Regions from separate parts of the Mus musculus genome. Here regions 2, 3 and 4 are each linked to region 1. The links are chromatin contacts, called in public Hi-C and promoter capture Hi-C maps. All regions are on one chromosome and are shown on one strand. Each heading gives the region's core, a stretch centred on a gene start, on an enhancer-like site or on the middle of the called end of the contact. The rest is flanking DNA. Distances are from core to core; before and after follow the strand shown. Region 1 holds the start of Itprip (inositol 1,4,5-triphosphate receptor interacting protein). Region 2 holds the start of Mxi1 (MAX interactor 1, dimerization protein). Region 3 holds the start of Add3 (adducin 3 (gamma)). Region 4 holds the start of Xpnpep1 (X-prolyl aminopeptidase (aminopeptidase P) 1, soluble).

What was found. Promoter capture Hi-C pulls out the DNA fragments that hold promoters and counts their contacts. A called contact is a pair of places that touch in the nucleus more often than the background predicts.
Region 2: a promoter capture Hi-C map of pre-B cells shows a contact between it and region 1. The contact joins the promoter of Mxi1 here to the promoter of Itprip in region 1. A contact is called at or near these places in 3 of 39 promoter capture datasets (cranial neural crest, pre-B cells and second pharyngeal arch cranial neural crest).
Region 3: a Hi-C map of B cells shows a contact between it and region 1, with 7 read pairs. The contact joins the promoter of Add3 here to the promoter of Itprip in region 1. A contact is called at or near these places in 4 of 39 promoter capture datasets (cranial neural crest, frontonasal cranial neural crest, maxillary cranial neural crest and 1 more) and 1 of 484 Hi-C or Micro-C datasets (B cells).
Region 4: a contact with region 1 is called in a Hi-C map of Sertoli cells, with 6 times the contacts expected there. The contact joins the promoter of Xpnpep1 here to the promoter of Itprip in region 1. A contact is called at or near these places in 1 of 39 promoter capture datasets (cranial neural crest) and 1 of 484 Hi-C or Micro-C datasets (Sertoli cells).

Annotation. Positions count from the first base shown.
Region 1 is chr19:47,917,723-47,921,157 of GRCm38.p6, reverse strand. Itprip (inositol 1,4,5-triphosphate receptor interacting protein) reads left to right here and starts at 1,835. Exons shown (of 2, transcript NM_001362458.1): 1 at 1,835-2,034.
Region 2 is chr19:53,308,714-53,312,148 of GRCm38.p6, reverse strand. Mxi1 (MAX interactor 1, dimerization protein) reads right to left here and starts at 1,643. Exons shown (of 6, transcript NM_001008542.3): 1 at 1,176-1,643. The coding sequence starts at 1,449. All of the region lies in intron 2 of Gm30541 (a long non-coding RNA gene), which reads left to right.
Region 3 is chr19:53,141,171-53,144,605 of GRCm38.p6, reverse strand. It overlaps Add3 (adducin 3 (gamma)), which reads right to left and starts at 1,850. Exons shown (of 15, transcript NM_001277100.1): 1 at 1,517-1,850.
Region 4 is chr19:53,036,845-53,040,279 of GRCm38.p6, reverse strand. Xpnpep1 (X-prolyl aminopeptidase (aminopeptidase P) 1, soluble) reads left to right here and starts at 1,710. Exons shown (of 20, transcript NM_001374834.1): 1 at 1,710-1,766.

The sequences.
Region 1 (3,435 bases), core at 586-3,085:
CAACACTGCATTACTTAAAGCGCCTTCCCAGCATTCTGGCTTTGGACAAACGTCTTAAGTCTAAATTTCTGTCTTTCTAGAATTTGAGACTTGATAGGCTTCAGCCATCCCTTCCCTTCCCTGGGGTGTCAGGCAAGGATTCTGGGAGGGATTGCCTTCTCTGAGACCTGGAGACTAAACACATAATTAGGAACAAATAATGTGTGTGTGTTATGTGGTATATGTTTGTTTGTGTGTATATGTGTGTGGTGTATGTGTGTTTATGTATGTATATTGCACATATGTATACATGTGTATATGTGTATTTGTGTGTATGCATGTGTGTGCATGTATGTGTGTGTGCATGTATGTATTTATGTGTCTGTGTTGTGTGTGTACATGTGTAGGTGCATGAATGTGTGTGTGTGTGTGTGTGTGTGTGTGTGTGTATAAAATTCAGTGTGGCACATGAGTGAGATATAAGCTTGGGCACATGAAAAGAGGCCAGTCATGAAGGGCTTATATGGCAGGTTAGGATTATAGACCAAACTAGTCCCGAGAGTGGACAAGAGAACATTAAAAGCTCTGGGGTAAGATAATCAGGTTCAAACGACAAAGGAATGTAACAAATGATCCTTATATTAATAAGAGTATGCAGCTTGTTAGAAAACGCTGAAGTAGATTTTGCTGGCGGACGACAACCCCAGAGTGCATTGAAAGCACTAACCTTGACATTCCACACATAACACAAGCAACACACACACACTTCCCCCACCTGTTCTGGGTGTCCTGTCCATTGAACATGGAGACATTTTAGAAATACACAGCTCTTTTGAGAATGTTCCCCAAGGTTCCTTACCCTTCCCTGGCCCCCAAACTCTGCGATAAGAATCCCCCACCACCCCCAATCAGGAAAGGGGTGTGAGCAGCAGGCAGCCAAAGACTTAGAAGTACCCTGGGCCAAGGGCCAGGGTCTATTTTTAGGACATTCTCTCATTGTCTGTTTATCCCGCAAACTCAGCCTAAAGCGTTCAGGAGAGTGTCATTTGGGCTGGATGGAGGAGGAAAGCGAGGTGCTCCCAAGATGCTCCCGAGGTGCTCCCGAGACCAATGCCAGTAGTAAAGTGATCATCTCTAGACAGTGTTATTTCCTCAGCTTCTCCTAGGAGCTCCCGAAACGAACTGAAAATTTATTCCAGCCCTTTCCAGCCCCTCCCACCAGTTGTAGGAATGTGCTACTTCACAAAGGGAAGATTGTTGATATACTATTAAAGTTTTGTTTAAAGTATGAGTTCTACTGTGCTCTGTTCCAGCGCTTCCTGCTCTAAAAGCAATACTACATTGACAACTGGAAAACAGAGCGCCCCCTAACAGCCTCCGGTCATCTTCCTCCTTTGTGCCTTTCTCCCGCCAAGAGACAATGCGTACATTAACCAAAAAATTTAGCAAACTGTTTTAATCCAGTCACAATGCAAGAGGGACAGTGGTTCGCCTTGTGTCTCGTTTTATATTTTCCTCGAGGGACAAAATAGGTGGCCCCAGGAATTCCACCGGTTGTAAAACGCGCCACAGAAATGCGAGCTGACTAACAGCACCTTAACCCTTTACATCCTGCAGCCTAGACCTGATTTTAAGGACGTCCTTCCCGGGTCCCTTGTCTCCCTCTTTATTCCTCTCCGGCAGCCAGATCCTTCTCGTCAGGTGGCTCTCTAATTTCGCTGCCCTCTCTGGAGCATCCGAGAGACCCAGAGGATGGTCTCCGAGGCGGGTCCAGAGTCCCTTACCGGCAACCGTCACGGTCGTCCTTAAGGACCTCCGCCCGGCGCCAGTAAAGGCGGGTGTTTTGTTCTTATAAGGAGCAAAAAGTTTCCGTGACAACGCGGAAATGAGTAACTCTGTTGCCCAGTAAAGCTGGGCGGGAGGAGTCCAGGAGGCGGGAGCCGCCTTGGTCTAGTCGCCCGCATCCCTGGATCCCCGGCAGCCTGCAGACCCGGGACCACGACCCGCGCTTGGAGCGAGGCCCACTCGGTATCCCTGCGGCGGCCGCGGCCGAACGTAAGTGCGGGGTTCGACTATGAGGCTTTGCTGCCCCCACAAGCTGAGTGTGTGGGATGAAGGGCGCTCAGGGGACGGAGGATCCCCGTAGATGTGCGTGGGAGATCGTGACCAGGAGCTCTGAGGGACGTCTGCGGGAACCCTGGCCGGGACCGACCCCGGGAACTCTTTTAATGCACGCCCAGGAAGTGGGCATTATCTCCCTCATCACTCTCCGGGTGTGATGCACTGGGGTCTCTCTGCCCTCGTCTGCGCCACGGAGCCCCCAGTGCCTTCAGCAATCTGAGAGGCAGGCGGCTTCTGCTTCGGAGCCCCTAGCCGTGCCACGGGTTTGTGCCTAGAGCCGGGACCTTCCATCTCTTAAACCGTGTTGGGTAGCCGAGTCTCAGTCCTGGGAGAAAGGAACGGGAATGACGTTAGTTTCTTCATAGCTTGTCTTGACGCAAGGAGGTTGCTTCAGGCCGGATGAAGCCCCTGCCACTTCCTCTTTCAAGACTCCTAGTGAAGTAGACCCTGCACGTTTTTCTCTTGGGCTGTGTAGTCTATGCCCCATTCTCAAGGCCCACTCTGAGCCTCCCTCATTCTGGCTGACAGGTGAAGAGACTCAGAAGTTCCTAACCCCGATTCCCCGTACAAAATGGGAAAATAGTGACAGAACCAGGGAAGAACTACATTTAGCCTTTTGCCCCTCTACCTAGTATGAGACTGGTCATTCTTGCCAAAACAGAAGAGGCCAGATACTGGTACCATGTAAGCCAATGTCGGGTGGTTTTCTGTTGCCTTTCGGATTTCTTCTCTTTTACAAACTAGCTCTGTTTTGGGAGAGGCTACCAGCTGAACCCAACACAGCTTTGTGTGGCCACTCGTCCAGGTCAGCGGTGAGAAGGGTGACAGAGGCCGCTGTCATTCGCCTCCTGCCTGCCTGCCAGCCTGGTATGCCTAAGTGGCCTTCGTTATTTGCTGATTCCGTGTGAATGTCTGCTGCCCCAGGCATTCTGCCTTCAGATTTTTCCACTTGTGGGTAACCACGTGGTGGTTATATTCACTTTCTGCCTGGATCCCTGAGGAAGATGGGGAGCCCTCTGCTCACACATCTCCCTTTCTGTGGGTAACTTTCTTAGACGCAGCAGTTTAAGGTTCTGAAAGGGGGCAGAGACCTGAACTTTTAACCTGATGCCATCATCCCAAAAATTGTTAGCTCTCCGGGCCAGGAGAGAAACATAAAGGGTGTGTGGGTGAACTTTTTAATCAGAGGGCAAGAAGGTGCCGCACCTTCTGGGAGATAATTGCTCACTGTCTGCAAGATGCCTGGTTTTATGGTTTTCCCTTTTGGGACCCTCTGGGATTAGTGTCAGACGTAGTCCTGTTTGACAAAAGCATGCTTTGTCTCCATGGAGTCAG
Region 2 (3,435 bases), core at 394-2,893, 5.4 Mb before region 1:
CTGCTGAGTCGAATGCCTGGCGAGAGCTGGGGGTTCCAATGGGCAGGGACAAAAATGAAACAAATACAGAGAGGAAGCCCAGGCCCGGGTGGGGTTCCTAGCATCGGTCTCCACCTGGGGGGGAGTGCGGGGGGGGTGGGGGTGGACGGAACCCTGTAAGGCGTTTGCCTTGCTCGTCCTGTGCGTCTCTGAAAATAAAGAAAATGGACACAACCGCCCACACCTTTTCCCCCAACTATTGTTTCTGCGGAATCCTAAAGTTTGCTTTTAGCCACGTCCCCCTCGCCAAGTCCCCCCCTCCCTACCCCAGCGCGCGCAGGACCGCAGGTCCAGGGAGGGCTGCCGGCGCTGCCTGGTTCCTCTGGCCTGTTTCTTTGAGGGGACCAGAGGCCGTGGCATCCCAGAGGCAAGGAGGCACAGGGGAACTGTGTCTGTGGACACGATGGCCTGAGCCTAGTCCTGCTGTGGAAGGAAGGAGAAACGAAGTAGGCAGGAAGAAGAGCCGGAGTCCACGGCGCGGAGAGCTGTTCGGTGGTGGCGGTTGTTATTGTTGTAATGTGTGTCTGTGTTTTCTTTCTGGAAGCCCTGAGCTCTGCAAACGGTTTCCAACTTTCAGCTTCTCATCCCCACCCAACCCTGGAACGAGCGACAAAAACAGAAACAAAACAAAACAAAAAAATAAAAACAAAACAAAACAAAAAAAAAAAAACCAAAACCATAAGCCAAACCAAAACACTTGTCTGCCGGAGTAGGCTCCGGAAAGAAAAAGGAGGAAAAAAAAAAAAAAAAGGGAAGAAAGGCGACCTCGGAGAGACGAGCTCGCAGCCTCTCAGCCCAGTTGTCAGCAAACAACAACACTCCCCCACTCCTCGGCCAGGCCGTCCTCCGGGCCTGCTGGAGACCGACAGACCAAGGCACCGACAGGCTCCCTCTCCCCTTCGCTGTCTTTGTTACATCTTTAGCAGCTTTGTGCGTGCGTGCGTGTCCTTTCTCCGGTGTCATCGGCTTTACTGCCGAGGGTACGTGTGTGTGTGTGTGTGTGTGTGTGTGTGTGTGTGTGTGTGTGTGTTTGTTGCGGGGGGGCGGCGGCGAACCGAGTAAGCGACAGGGGTCGCACAAGGGGGTGAGAAAGAAAGAGCTGGACGCAGGCGAGCAGTCGGGGCCCCCAAACTTACTTTTGTTTTCTTTCTCGATCTGCTCCAGGTAGCTGGCTGCCTCGAGCAGAATCTGCACGTTCTGCAGAAAAGTGTTGATGTGCTTCTCCATCGAGTTCTCGCTGGTGTTGAAAATGTCCGAGAAGGGGCACCGGGGCTTGGCCCCCGCCGGCTCCTCCGGCTGCGCCGGGGGCTGGGGCGCGGCCGCGGCCGGGGGCATGGCCGGGGGCGCGACGGGGACCAGCCCCGCGCCCTCGCAGCGCGCCTCCTTGCGCGGCCGCCCGCGTTTGCCCATGGAGGCACGGGGGTCCGCGGAGCTGCTCCTTGTCCGGGGCTGCGCGGCCGGCCGAGCTGCAGGGCCTCTGGGAGACCCGGCCTGCTGGAGTCACCGAGGCACCGGGGCAAGGAGCCGGCCTGACTGACTTCCCGAGCCTCGCTGCGTGCGGTTGTGAGTGTGAGTGTGTGTCGCTCTCGCTGTGTGGGTCTGTGTGTATGGGAGATTGAATGAACCTACAGGACGGACGGAGGCGCTGTGGCGCCTGGGTCCTAGTGCGAGCCCGATGCCATCTGACCGGTCAAAATAAATGGTGGCGGCTAGGGAGGCAGGGCCCGCCCCCTGCCTATCCAGCACCCTTCCCCGCCTCTCCGCAAATCCTAGCTGCGTAGACAGCACTGTGCTTTAATAAGAATGGGAAAAAAAAAAAAAAAAACCCTCGGATGTCTCTAGGTGGACCTGGATAAAAACAATTTTTCTTTACAGAAAAATAAATTCAGCACAATGCCTGGCACATAGGAGGTCCCCAATAAATGATAGCTGCTAGGCATTTTTTAAAAAAATAAAAAAGACCTTATTTCAAAATCAAACAATAAAAGCCCAATTCTGACGGGAAGAATAGAAACATCACATGTAACTAGAAACTCCTCCCAACACAAACATTTTACACATGACCCCTCACACGCTCGAACACACACACACACACACACACACACACACCTGTGTGTACCTTCACACAAGCAGAGGAAGTCTCCAGGCTACCCTGTCCGGGTTCAGATTTACCGACTCCTTTGCAACCCTTCAAATGCAAAGTTATTTTCCAGGAAGCGGGAGGAGATGTGAGCATCTCTCCACACTCACTCAGTCCAGCTGTGCAAAGCTCACAGCAGGGCGTCACTACAACTGCCTGCCCTTTCACTTGACAGAGTGCCCCCTAGATAGAAGTGGCAACCTAGGAACCTCTTCTTCCCTCCTTCCCTCACTCCCCACTCCCACACCTGGAGTCTTTATCCCCTACTCCCTCCAACAGTTTCACTGCTGCCACTGGGAGCCACCAGGCCTGCCTGACCAGAGTGTGGGAGACACCTGGATAGCCTGGTAAAGAAGGCTTGGAGTTCTCGGCCTACTCAAGCAGACTGAACAAATCAAATCCTCTAACCCTTCCTGGTCAAAATTTGCACATCCCTGAAACCTCTGAGAAGATGCTTTCGTGAACTAAGTCAAAACTACACCTAGAACATCTTGGGCACATACTAAGAATTTTTGTTTTGTTTTGTTCCTGAAGATCAAAGCTTTGTGCCTGCTGGGCAAGTGTTCTCACACTGGGCTACAATGGCAGCCCCTCTGTGAGAACTTTCTCAGTTGGAACCTAGGTCCCCTTTGCTGCTGTAACTTGAATCTAAGTCAGAATGAATGAGGTAAACAAGACTTTTCTGCACTTCACTGGAAAACAGTTCTAAAAGGAATCTACCCAGACTGACCTCGTAAGGGGACCTGGACTTGTGCTGCCCCCTGTCCTCACCAGCCCAGAGACACTTCCCTATACTTTTGTCACAAAGACTGAAAATGGAAACTTTGTTAACAAAGAATATTTTCTTTGCAAAATGCTCTTTAACATTTACAGCTCATGTGTATACCCCCCACTCCCCCCCCCACACACACATAGACCTGCAAGAAGGCCTTTGTGTGCTTTCAAAAATATTATAAAACTAGGCTGTGAATATAACAGAGTGGTAGGGCAGCTTACCTGCCCAGCGTGCACAAAGCCCTGAGTTCATCCCAGGAACACATGCACACGTTTAAACATAAATAGGGGAAGAGGTAGCTCAGAGGCTAAGGGCACTGGTTGTTCTTCCAGAGGACCCAGCTTCAATTCCCAGCTCACAACCGTCTGTAACTGAAGTTCCAGGGGACCAGACACCCCTTTCTAACCTCTGCAGACACTAGGCACATGTGGTGTAAAGACAGACATGCATGCAGGCAAAACACCCAAATAGATTTTTAAAA
Region 3 (3,435 bases), core at 601-3,100, 5.2 Mb before region 1:
CAATCACCCGTCACCTTCCAAAACTACCAAACACTTCCTAATATCCCATATGCAAAAGTGTTTCACTGTATTAACATCTCTTAACCAAGTATCTACAGAGCTCCTTAAATTATGTTTAGCATCCTAGATAGGTAATAAATTGCTGGGGAGTTTTCCTTTAAAGCAACTATTACCAACATGCTGACACTCCTGGGTCAATTTAATGAGGTGGGGGAACTGTAGAAAAGTGTCCGGCCACTACTCATAACTACAGTTAATCTGATCAATTTTAGGAAAAAAAAAAGTTACCCTGCAAGTTAAGTCCGACACAAAGGAGATTTAGCTATAACATCTTCCAGAAGTGCTCGAAAAGAAACAATTCTATCAATGAGTCAGCCTTGTACCTTAAATACACAGGTCATTCTACTGGTCAAGTAACTTCATTTTAAAAGGACATATTACACTGTACTCTTACTAGAAGTCTGCCAAAACCCAAATCAGTACATGTTCAGCACACTGAGGATGGAGTCCATTCTAAGAAAGGCAATCATTTCATACTGCTAACTCTAAAATTTCTATAATTTTATAAATCACTGTAAAGAACTCACACATGTTTATGTAGCTCATCCCAAGCCCCAGAGTCTTATCAATTCCTTCCTGAGCCTGGCTCCTAATCCTCACTCAAAGCCTCTTGGCTGAGCTAAATCCCACACCACTCTAGCAAAGTCAATTCCAAGAGCACATGTGCCAAGGATATTTAGTGGTTTTCCTTACACTCCCACTTTAAACGGGCATCTACTTGCAATTAAATCTCTGCAACAAAAAAAGTTCACCTGAGGCCATTCTTGTCATTTTAATAGAGGCCTGGTTTAATAGTGGCCTTGCCTCAGCTATTACATACCTCCAAAGAGGTTGGAAGTGCCCCAAACACCAGCAAACCAAATCTGCTGCCAACTGGGCTGTCACCCCGCAAGGAAGAATAAAGTATCAGGAATGCTTGAAAGGTTATAGTGTGTGTGTGTGTGTGTGTGTGTGTGTGTGTGTGTGTGCGCGCGCGCGCGCGTGCTCGTGCGCACTTTTAGTGTGTGTGTGCTGGGGAGGGTCACACTGATTAGATAAAGTGGTTGAACAATTTCAACTTGTGACTGAAGTTTCTTAAGCCACGAGGGGGTAAAAAAAAAAGAAGAAGAAAAAAGAAAACAACAAATCAACACGGTCTTCTTCCACCTTCTCCAAGCGCGGGAACCTCCCACCGTCCCCGCGAGCACCTTCGGGGTCAGCAAGGCTCCCCGCAGAACAGGATTTTGCAATCCCACGCCCTCGCTGGGGGAAGCCGGGGACGCCCGGGTGAGTCCCGGCCCACTCTGCGGCGCCGCACCCCGACTCCTCGCCCCCAGGTCTGCACTCCTCGGCCCCGTGGGGCTCGCGTTCCCGCCCCGAGCACGGTTCACCTGAGGCCGCGCGGCCAGCCAGTCCGAAGCCCCCTCGGCGTGGGAAGCGCGGCGGGACCCCGGGCCCTCCGCTCCCGCAGGATTACCTCGCAGCGCAGCCGGCTTTGTGCCCACTCCTTCGCCACCGCCGGGCTGCAGCGGCCGCCCGGTCCGCCGCAGCCGCCTCTTAACGTCGCTCGCTCGGTTCCCGAGGAGAGGGCCGGGAAGGGAGGGGGCGTGGAGACGCAGGACCTGGACGCCGAGCCCTCGGCAGCGGGAAGTGGCGACACCTGGTCGCCGACGCGTCTAGCTCTCGCTGCTTCAAAACATCATTTAAAGCCCTTTCCTCTCCCTCCAGCCCCTCGCCCGCACGACCGTTACCGGCGGGCGCCTCGCGCTCTGGCGGGACCAGCCGAACTCCCCACGAACGCCCTCTGGCCCGCCCCTTGGGCTCCGCCTCCACAGGGTCCAGGACTCCGCCCCCTACAGGCTTAGTCTCGCTTAGCACCCCGAAGGCCCCGCCCCACAGGCCTGAACGCCTTGGCCCCGCCTACCACAGGCCACGCCTCAGGGCTCTTGATTCCGCCCTCTACAGGCTTGACCCTTCTAGTACCCCAGCTTCAAGGCCCCGCCCCATGGCCCGAGAGCTCTAGCCCCGCCTCTTATAGGCCACGCCCCAGCAGCCTTCACTCCGCCCAGTACGGGCTGGGCCCTCGTAGCTCAAAAGCGTGCCCCTGGTTCCGCCCTTCGCCAGCCCAGCGTTTTTGCTCCGCTCCTAATAGGCCACGCCCCCAACAGGCTCTCGCAGGTCCAGGCCCCGCCTCTGCTGCCCCTTGAGATCTCTGGCCCCGCCCCTCGAGGCCCCCCTTCGAGCTGCAAGCTCCGTATCCGTGCAGCTGCGGCAGTGGGGGCCTACGTGCTCCGCAGGCGGAGGGCCTGTTGCAGGGCGCCTGCCTGGCGCCTCTGCAAGGTCTTCCTCCCTCAGTGCAGCTCCGATCCGCTGCCGGAGAAGGAAACGACCCCGAGAGAAACCCGATTGAGAGTGGGAGGGTGACGCCACGGAAACATCTACCTCCCCAGTCCTAACGTGCTTCCCCCACCCAGTGAATCTCAGCTGAGCCGTAGCTTTCAGATTGAGCTTCTGTGGCCCACTGAGGCCGCTGGGTTTTTGGGGGGAGAGGCCACAATAGTTGGACTTCAGCTCGGCTCCCACAGGAGGGGGCCTCGATTTTCTCTTCAGCATATTTGCGTTTGGGGGAGCCTCCCGCCTTCACTCACTCCCACAGAGGGACGGGGCAAGGGCCTTTATATTCATTTGGACCAGCCCAAACTCTGCACTCCTACTTTGGCTAATTGCCTCTTAAACCTTCTGAGAGCTGACCTCTTGGGAGATGAAAAGTCTAGGCTCCGCCAGCAGCCTTCAAAATCTGTCTAAAGCCAGGCAAACTTTGCAACACTCATTTGCAGAGTCGGGGATCCCTCCACAGGTGACACTGGGCTGCCCACCCCCGCCTCCCAGACGGGTTTCTCACCCCAACCTATTCTCGAAATAGACCTCCAGGCACACGCTCGCTGCTCTCCTCTGCCACCCACGACTTGCACACCACTCCGGCACACATGCCCTCTCCACTGCACGAATTCACCCTCAAGCACACTCCTCCCAACACCATTCTAGTGATTCATGGTCCCTGGGGTTAACCCCACCCTAACACACACAGCAAACTTCATTTCCCCACCCTTATCTCCCGTCCTTTCCAAGGCACTGGCGACAGGCCACTTCATTTCCTTCCTCATCTGCAGGCTCTCTTCCCCCTCAAATACTTCGCGCCAGCCTCCTCATCTTCATCCCCTTTCCCAAAAAAAAATGTGCTAATTAAAATGTAGTTTCCTCTTCCCACATACGAAGTGTGGCAAATGAATAGCGTTCTTGGCAAACGCTGCAATTCATTTATCCTCCTTTTCTCTCTCCACTGGACTAAAGCTATAGAAATTTTAGTCTGCCACTATCACCCATTTGCTTTTTTTC
Region 4 (3,435 bases), core at 461-2,960, 5.1 Mb before region 1:
TTAGTGCCAGGTGTTGTCCTAAGCACTAGGGACATAACAATGAACAAGAGAGCCACTGTGCCGGAGAAGTGTGCAATCTGGGGACATTTATTTCAGCAGCAAACACGTGAGGATGACTGTCAGCTTCTGCCCATTAAAAAAAAAGATTTTATTATATATATATATATATATATATATATATATATATATATATATATATACACACTGTAGCTATCTTCAGACACACCAGATGAGGGCATCAGATTTCATTACAGATGGTTGTGAGCCATCATGTGGTTGCTGGGATTTGAACTCATGACCTCTGGAAGAGCGGTCAGTGCTCTTAACCGCTGAGCCATCTCTCTAGCCCTCCTGCCCATTTTTAAGCAACAGAAACAACTCTTGCTCTGATGGCTATAGTATGTGTGCAGGGTAGAGAGACTATCCTCAGAAGATGAACTCCGGTGAACAACAGTAGAAGCTGTGGGAAAGGGGCCCGGATGGGTCCAAGCGGTTTACAGCTTTAAGCAGGTTTCATCGAGGAGGTGACACTTGACGGGACTGTGAGTGTCAAAGATAGGGAAGGCCAGCTTAGGTGGAGTGAGGTGACCTGTGAGCTGTGATTAAGAAGAGTCACTCCAAATGAAATGGGGACTGCTTAGTTTCTTTTCCCGTCGTTGTGATAAAACATTCTGGCGAAAGGAATTTGAGGGGTAAAGGACTTCTTCGGCTTCCAGTTTCCGTTCATCTAGTCAGGGAGCCAGGCCTTACATCGGTAGTCAAGAGGCGAGAGTAATATATTCATGCTCGTCTTCAGCTCATTTCCATTGATTTTATACAGTCTAGAATCCTCTACCTAGGGAGTGGTTCTGCCCGTCTTAAATAACACAAGACAACCCTCCAGCCAGGCCCAGGGGCTTTTTCTCCCAGGCGATTCTAGAATGGTCAAGTGGACACCTCAGGGTAGGTTCGGTCTGGCTTCTATGCAGGCGTCACACAGGTGAGGTGGAAGTGATGCACCCCAGATAGGTGACGTGATGGAAGTGGGTGGGGCTACGGATCTACTTTGAAGCCAGGACCAAGCGGATCTTGGGCAGATGGGGCATGGACCGGGGAATAAGGCAGATATTACGTCAAGATTTTTGCCCTTAAAACATGGAATAGCCACCGACTGAGATGAAAAAGCCCTACGTGAAGAATGTTTTTGTTTGTACATAGGGTTAGGAGCTAGGTTTGGACGCTTTAACGCCCGATCGTTAGCCCAAGTGAGCAGTAAGTTTTGAAGCTGTTGGGAATAATCATTTGGAAGACATCTCTAAGGTCTCAGCAAGTTATATCCTGATCCAGTCAGTGTCTCCAGGACCCTAAAATAGGTTCTTGCAGAGCTGGCCACGACTCTCTCGTCTTAGCTGACCTAAAAGCTGGAACAAACCGGAGAAGCATGCAGCTTCCTTAGCTGGCAAAACGCCTGTCCTTCCTCTTAAATGGAGAGGAAGATCAGTGACGACTGACCGGCGCCTCTCCCAATTGGTTGCACAGAACACCACACCCTCTCCAAGCAACAGCCCAAAGGTTTTGGAATTCTGACACTCGGCCACGCCCACTCCGGTGAACGGGCGGGGTTTACAGCGGGGCGGAGCCTCTGCGTGAGCACGCCACAGAGGGGAGGAGTGGCCTGCCCGGTGCGCGCGCCTGGCCGTGGGTGATCAGCTGGTCTGCGCTCCCCTGACGTGGGCTGGGGCACGTCACCGCCGAATGGCAGCCTCCAGAAAGCCGCCGCGAGTAAGGTGAGGGGACTGTGCCGGCTGACCGGCATCCGGCGCCCGGCGCGCGAGCTGCACCCCCGGGAGGGTAGGGACGAGAGGGCGAGCAGCGACGGGCCCGCGGCCGTCCGGGGATGGCCTTGGCTAGCGGGGGTTGCCCCAGCGGGAACCGGGGAACGATCTGTGCAGCCCGGCAGGACTCAGCTCGCTTCCGGCGGGGCCCCCGGGCACCTCCGGGCGGCCGGAGCCGGTCCAGGGACCAGTGTGACCGAGGAACTGCCTCGCTGGTCCCGGGAAAGCGGTGATCCTTACCACCCCCGACCCTGAGGGGAGGCCCTGCTGTTGCAGGAAGTTGGTCCCTCTTGGATCCACCCCGGGTACCCAGAAGTGATTGTGCCCCTGCCCTTTTCCTTCCTCCACGGCGGCGATCTAAAGTTACAACCCTGATCATTCTGATGACTGCATTTTACCTCTTGATTCAAACTCCCAACAGAGACAGGCAGCCGTTGTGCCCTCCCCACCCAAATGGTCTCAGGGGCTGTATCAGGAAACAGATAGGCATAGCCTTCCGGAAAATCCTCCTGGAGCCTGCTCTGGGTTCTTCTTGGACACAGGAAGTGAGAAGACACTTCCCAGACTCATGTTGAACATGCTTTAGTGTATCCCTTCTGCACCCGAACCAGGCACACTTGGTTATTTAAAGTGGGAGATGCTAAGAACATAAAACCAGAATTAAAACTCTGAGGGGATGCACAGGGGCGTACCCATCCTCTCAGACCAGTTGAGTCTTGAAAGAACACATGAGGCACCGCAGCCCGACTTGTGAAATTCCGACCATATTATGCCTGTTTCTGTGAGTGGACAGATCTCAAGCCTACCTTGACCCAGACCTGGTCTTGTCACAGCGTGTTAAGTGTGACCAAGAAGTTTATATATGCACGATGGTGGGTGGTGTGGGTAATTGTCCATGTGGTTAGACCTTCCTGGACGTCTTCTGCTGGAAATAAAGTCAGGCAATTGGATAATGATGTAATGTCAAAGGTTCGGAGGCAGCTTGAGGACCACACCACAGTCGTTGCTGGATCCTGGATCCGTAGTCACAGTATTGGGGGTGGTCAGTGAACGTCAGATGGTAGGCTGAGAGGGAGGGTGCCTTCCGGAAGTGGTAGAATTTCAGTGCCATCCAGTGTACAGATGAGGACCCCTTTCAGTTTAGAAGGTCAAACTGAACTCCTTGAAGGAGGCAAATGGAGGCTGGTGGCTGTTAGTGAAGCCAAAGATAGTCGAACCAATCCTGGCACCAGACTTGTCTTCCCCGTCTCACTTCTAGCTCCAGTTGTGTTCAGCTCTCGCTTGGGCAGACTTTTTCCTTCCCGCAGGTGGTGAGAGTTCTAGGCTGACAGTCACTAGAAACAGCCTTATGGTGCGGCTGGAGCAGAGGTCTTAGATCTCCTTCTCACTGAACTCACTTGATGGTTCATGCTATCTGAACTGGTCGTTAGGACCAGAGGGGTGTATTTACCAAGCTTGCATCCATGATGCGCATGGGTTCATGTGATAACAGCAGGTGATAGGTACTTACACCAAACCCTTGGACCGAAATGGGTATGGGGATTGTCATTGTCAGAGCAAAGTGGTGGTTGTCACGTCAAGAGCGGTGGGTTCTGGGTAGTGGAGGACATCTTTGCCTACT